Regions from separate parts of the Mus musculus genome. Here region 1 is linked to region 2. Evidence: chromatin contacts called from public promoter capture Hi-C data. All regions are on one chromosome and are shown on one strand. Each heading gives the region's core, a stretch centred on a gene start, on an enhancer-like site or on the middle of the called end of the contact. The rest is flanking DNA. Distances are from core to core; before and after follow the strand shown. Region 1 holds the start of Hpgd (hydroxyprostaglandin dehydrogenase 15 (NAD)). Region 2 holds the start of Aga (aspartylglucosaminidase).

Evidence for each region. Promoter capture Hi-C pulls out the DNA fragments that hold promoters and counts their contacts.
Region 1: a contact with region 2 is called in a promoter capture Hi-C map of liver, with 7 times the contacts expected there. The contact joins the promoter of Hpgd here to the promoter of Aga in region 2.

The regions. Positions count from the first base shown.
Region 1 is chr8:56,293,253-56,296,324 of GRCm38.p6, reverse strand. Hpgd (hydroxyprostaglandin dehydrogenase 15 (NAD)) reads right to left here and starts at 1,773. Exons shown (of 7, transcript NM_008278.2): 1 at 1,613-1,773; 2 at 1,263-1,386. The coding sequence starts at 1,705.
Region 2 is chr8:53,510,140-53,513,303 of GRCm38.p6, reverse strand. Aga (aspartylglucosaminidase) reads right to left here and starts at 1,602. Exons shown (of 9, transcript NM_001005847.2): 1 at 1,373-1,602. The coding sequence starts at 1,499.

The DNA.
Region 1 (3,072 bases), core at 524-3,023, 2.8 Mb before region 2:
CTGGGCCATTTACTGTGTGCTTGAGGTTCCTTCACAATCACTTAATGTTTAAGGAATATATTCGTAGACATGATACTCATTTTAAATACTGGCAGAATAACACATTAAATACCATGCGTGAAGCCATATAATTTATCTTTACTGGTCCCTAGTCCAGTAGCATGAATGTTGGGACTGGGCATGACTGTCATTGAAACTAAATGATATAGTATCAATAAAACCATTCTCTGGCAAAGGATGTTCTATTATGACTTCTCTTAAAGATCTCTTCTACTCATAAAGGCTACCTCTACTATCGGACAGATTAGCATTTTCAGATGTTAATGATGTTCTCTTTAATCCAATTACCCCTATCTTAGGTCCACTGTCTTCTAATGGATCCGTCCATTTTTATTCATAGGGTATATTCTAAGATGTAAGAAACCTAAGATCTCAGGATTCCATTGATAGACACTGTAGAGCAGGTTGGGTTTGTATTCTGACTTCCAGATTAAAAAGGTGCCTACCGATTTACTTTGTTTATTTGAACAATGCCCTTTGAAACATCTTTTTTTTTTCTATATTTTCCTGGAGAAATTATCTTTAGGGAAATCCTTTGAGCCCTCTATACAGCCAGTGTGCATTGCTGATGACAATATTCTTCCTGACATTTCACAAGTAGATGGATCTATTTTAAGAGACCACAGAAAAACAGGAAAACATTGGGGAAAAGCGATAGAGCCTTTTCTTCTTTAATTCTAAAGAAGAAGAAATTTAACGCCATACAGTTATTATTTTAAGTGCCATCTTAGAGGGGAAACCGAGCAAAGATCTGGCTAAAAGCAATTGCTTTGCCTGTGACCATGACCTGGAACTTGGCGTCTGAAGTGTCTAAGCGAAAGGCACGCTGAGTTTGATTGTTATTGGAGAAGTCTTCCAGCTCTCTGAGAACTGCTTGCCATAGTTCCGCAGCCTGTCCCCCTCACTGGGTAATTAACTGTAGCAGCACTGTCTTCGAATACACAAAAGATTTGATTACATTCTGTGCTGCCAAGTGGCTAAAACAGAAGGATTTCTTAGGCAGTCCTGTCTTACTTTTTATGTCCATTGGGTTATCAGAAAGAAGCACAGAAATTCAAACTATCCATTGGAGTTAGAAGGTCACAGCTTCCCGTGAGAGAGCGTTGCTGGCTCTCAGCCTTGTCTGCTCCTACCTGGCAGTCAGGTTGCTGCTTGCACAAGGTGTGTTCCCGAGTCTATGGATTGATTCCCCAACGTCTTACCTCTCAGTTGTTTCTGGTCAGCCACATCACACTGGACGAACAGTGTCTTCTGAGGTTCGAACTGCTCATCTAGGGCAGCTTTACATTTTACACCTGCCTCAAGATTCCAATCCACCAATGCTACCTACAAACAAGAAAAGAGGGAGCGGGTCTCCTATGAAGGAAACAGCCGCCACCAAGCCACAGACACACAAGCAATGGATAAAAAAGACGCTCCCTTCTTAGACCTCAGAATGTGCTCATCCAAGTTCGGGTTCTCTGCCAGCAGCGTTGGAGGTCGGCTTGCGAGCCTGGGGCTCGGCACCCCAGGGGCTCCGGCGGCGTGTGGGTGGACACGGAGAAGTCCTTACCTTGGCGCCATGGAGCAGCAGAGCCTCAGCGAAGGCTTTGCCTATGCCCTGTGCCGCGCCGGTCACCAGAGCCACTTTGCCGTTCACGTGCATGGCGGGTCGCGTCTCTGCGGGTGGTGGGCGAGCTCAGAGTCTGGACGCCGCAGCAGCTTTTATAGCCCACTCCGTGCGCGTGTGCAGCGGCCCTAGGAGCTCTCTTGCCAGTGGGCGGGGATGAAACTGTCAAGCCAGCGCCTAGGAAACCGACATTGTGTCACCTGCCCCTGAGCACCAGGGTAGGGTCGGCGCACAAGGTGATCTTTGCCTTCTAGGCTTTCAGCTGTTGCAGATTCCCCAGCAGGAATTTTCCCCAAGCCTCTGGCTGCATGAACACAGTGAGCTAAGAGAGGAAAAGCTGAAAGGAAGGAAGACAAACTTTCTGGAAAAGTTTCTTGAACGACTCAAAAGTTAATCTTACAGGAGAGAAGAGAAGAGGCTTGGAAACTTGGATTTCTCCTCACAGCCTCAATAAATATTAAATTAAAAGCAAGCAAAAGAAGGAATCAAAAACAATATTTTAAGGGGCGTTGCTGTGCACGTGTGTGTGTGTGTGTTAAGCTTTTTCATAACTTCTCATTTCATAAACAAATATAGTTATGGGCTTGGGGTGAGTGAGGATAACGCTTTTATTTACTGACGTTTTGTACAAACAGTGAGCACAAGAGTTTAATTTTGCTCTGACTCCCAAAACCTGAATCGTGTTCCAACGCCAGAGTTTTAAGAATCTTCCTGGAGTTTCTGTCTCAGATCAGTGTCCATTGTGTGTCATATTGAACTGTCCTTAGTCATGCCAGCATCAGTGGTAGCCTTGCATATTGTGATTTTGATGGAAGTTTACTTGCTGGACCACCTTGGCTCCTATGGCTCAGTAATCCAGATTTGGTATTGAGGTCCCCAGACCTGCAGGAACTGGAGCCCTGACTTTATGCCAGGGTGACTGTTTGCCAGGACACGAGTCCACTGACTAAGTCCCTTTCTCACGTTCACAGCGGCAGGCTTCAAAGTGCGTTCTGTCAGTTTAATTCATTGGCATTTATTTTCAGGCACAAAGACATCTGAGCACGCGGGAAGCCCGAGATTAACAGCAGAATGAGTTCTTTGTGTACTTTGCCTGCTTAGTGAAGGAAGCCTTGGTGAATGTGCCCGGTTCCTCAGGGAAGTGTTTGGAGAGGCTGCAGAAAATACAGAGTTGGTGTTAAGCCAACTGGTTTCAAAGTTGCCTTGAAACTAGATCTTGAAAAAAAATGCTGAGAAGATAGGAACATATTTATATCCAGCATTGTACTGAGAAGGGGAAGTAGAGGCACTGTATTTTAATTTTTTCTTTATTCTAGAGAATTTCATGCACATATACAAGGAAATATGTCTTGCTCCCTCCAAGTTTCCTCAGATGCCCGAACAACCCCTCCTCTCTTATTGTT
Region 2 (3,164 bases), core at 353-2,852:
AAACTATTTAAAAAACTTATCAGTAACTATTTTTCTCTGTGTAAAAAATATGCCATCTTTAAGAGAGATAACTGAAACTATTTGGAGACAGTTGAACTTTAAAGTATTTTGAATTACAGCTTAACATTTCTTCATTTCTGTTTTTCTCATCTTGTGAGCTAGGGTCTTGCCATCTAGCCCTAAGCCCAAATGAAAATCCATGTACAAGTCTAGGCATGTCTACAAGTCTGGGTCTTCCTACCACAGCTACCTGAGAGCTGAAATTACAGGCATATGTCACTCATTAGATTACTAAAATATGCATATTTCACACTCTCAATGAGAACAAGTATCCCAGCAAGCCTCAGCAGAGTATTACAGTGGCAAATGACTTCATGTGGGTGAATTAATCTCACCTTCATGCAGCTTCTGAGATAATATTTTATAATTATAATTCTCATTTTCAGAAGAAAAGCACAGACATGGATGAAGTAATTCATTCAAGGCCACACAGTATATTTCAGAAGTTGCCCAGTTTCAAAAAGGCATTTCTCTAAGGTGTCCACGTTTCTTGTTTGTGTTTTGTGGTGTTCTTTGAGTATCGAGTGGGTAGGTATTGAAAGGAAAGACGTTTTACTTATAATTCCATGGATGTTGGTTTTAAGAAGTCTCCCCTCCCCAACTTCAATACTAGTAACTTTCACAGAATCATACCATGCATATAAAGGTGGAATTTCTTTGTTTGGTTATTGTTAGGAGGTCTCTTTCTTGGTCTGATTTCTCACTAACTCTGCTTCCCACACATCCCCGATAACATACAGATTTTTTCTGCACTGGATTCTGGATCCAACAGTGTCCACGAACATTTAATGTGATAGCAGTCTCAAGGGTGTCAAGGTTGGGGGCAATAAGGTACAATCCCAAGAAACACTGAAGATAATTTGAATGTATAAGTGATAAGGGCAGCGTCACAAACATTGATCAAATACATATGCATCCGTAGGAAATTATCAATTGTTTCCTAAACTGGAATCCAGAAGATAATGGAGAAACAGGAAGGAGGCTATCACAAGAAGTGTAGAGTGGAGGAAAAACTTTGTGGCAAAAGACTGCCACAAAAAGTGAGGCAGGTGACCCTGTACAAGTATAGCTAAGAGGCCCAATGTTAGAGGTCAGACAAGGTGGTGCAGGAAGCAGAACAATACACCAGATCCTAAAATGCAGCAGGGGCAGGGAAGATGGAGAGGGTCTGGTGTAAAGTCAGAGATGCAGGAAGGAGAGGAGGCTCGGCCTTCTGCAGCGGGTTCCCTCCTGCAACCTTAGGGACTGAGTGCAGCTTCCTGCAGAGGAGCTCACACAGTGCAGCCACCCGCCCCGGGCTGCCGCTCCCCACCTGCTTCAGTGGCATTCTTAAAAGGCCAAGTGTTGACGACCAGGGGCAGAGGGCTGGAGCCCCGCACCAGGGGCATGCCCAGGACCAGCAGTAGGAGAAGCAGAGACAGATTCGACTTCCGCTCCATAGCTGAGTGACCCGCCGAGCAGCGTGAAAAAAGTCCCCGCCGGCCGCGCGCCCAGCCGGCCAGCGCGAGAAAGGTCTCCACCAGCTCAGACTCAGGCAGACTCGTGATTCCCTTTAGTCTCATCCCCAACTTCCTCAACTCTCGCGAGACAACGAGGCCTTCTATTGGCCCAGTGAAGGTTTTTTTTTTTTTTTCTTTCTTTTTTTCTTTTTTTCCTTTTTTTCTTTTTTCTTTTTACAAATCTGATACTGTTTCTTTAGTGGTCTGGTCTGTCGACCTCTTTTTAGTTCTTTGTGAAAAGATACATACATATAATACTAGTACTTTTAGTGCTTAGCCCATTTTTTAAAGGGAGATTGACCTTATTGAAAATGAATATGAAAATATGTTACCCTAGTCGCACGATGCTTGAAAACTCAGATAACTGATAAGATATTATATGAGTTTTATGCATTTGCCATCTTAACTGCAAATTCAAGGTAGACAGCCAGCCCGATCTATAATCTACCCTGGACTTTCATTAAATTTTTAAAATGACTATAGAGTATAGGAGAAGTGCTCTTGCTTAGGACCTAGCTGTTTGAGGCATTTTCGACACAGACTTTTACATCCTTTCTTCACCACAGGTTTTTGTAGGACGTCCTTTAGTTACAAATCCCTGAGCTGCAGGGAAAGGACATGCTGGGCAAACAGAAACGTACCCTGTACATTGCCCACTGAAGTGCAGATTCCTTGCCTCCAGCCAAGAAGTCTAATTCCAGTCTTTTCTGAAGGTATTTTATTTTATCTTTGTGCCTGGCACCATTAAGTACTAAATAAATGTTTGAATAAAAGGAGAAATGGGAGCTTTACATGCATGGTACCGGCTGCTCATTTTGATAATTCAGTTGCTGTGCAGATGTGTGAGCATGGACCAGTAATCCCACTGGGACTCTGGGATGCTTGTCCATGTAGCTCAAGGAAGGCATAATTTTAAAGAGCATCTATAAATCTATCCAGACTGGTAAAATATGAACTAGGTGAGAGTTGTGAGGCTTAGAGAGTCTTCAAGGTTCTCATTGCACGGAAACTGAATCTGCAATTTAAACAGCATAAGATATCCTAGAATCATCCCCAGGCAGGCAAGTGCTATTAAAAAGTTAGGTGTAATTAAAAAGAAACGACACATGATCCTTCTATGGGGTTTTGGAGGAGGACCAAACTATTTGTGCTGTGCTAATGAGCATAAAGCTCTTGCTAGGTGAGATGAGAAAGATGGATGAAACGGAATAAGAAAGCAAGGAAAACACTTATTGTCTTCGGAATTAATTTTCCATAGCACCTGAGTTGTTATTTATAAGTTCAAAGAACCGAGACATGCCTTCAAGAATTATAAAATATAATACATGGTAAACTAGTCATGGTTCCTGAAGCTCGTTTTGGGCAATATAATTTCTCCAGCTGAAAGAACCTAGACTCACACAGAGGTAGGATAGCAAGGCAGGCAAATTTAAGGGAAGAAAATTGGGGGGATGGGGACCCTCCCTCTTGGGATCTAATTTTCCTTTCCTGCCTGAGAATCATGAAACTTCAACAAAACTGATAAAGCTTTTAGTCTGCAGAGATTATGTATATTCCTAAGGACAGCTCAAACAAGGATGTTAGAAACAACACATGATCAGTGTT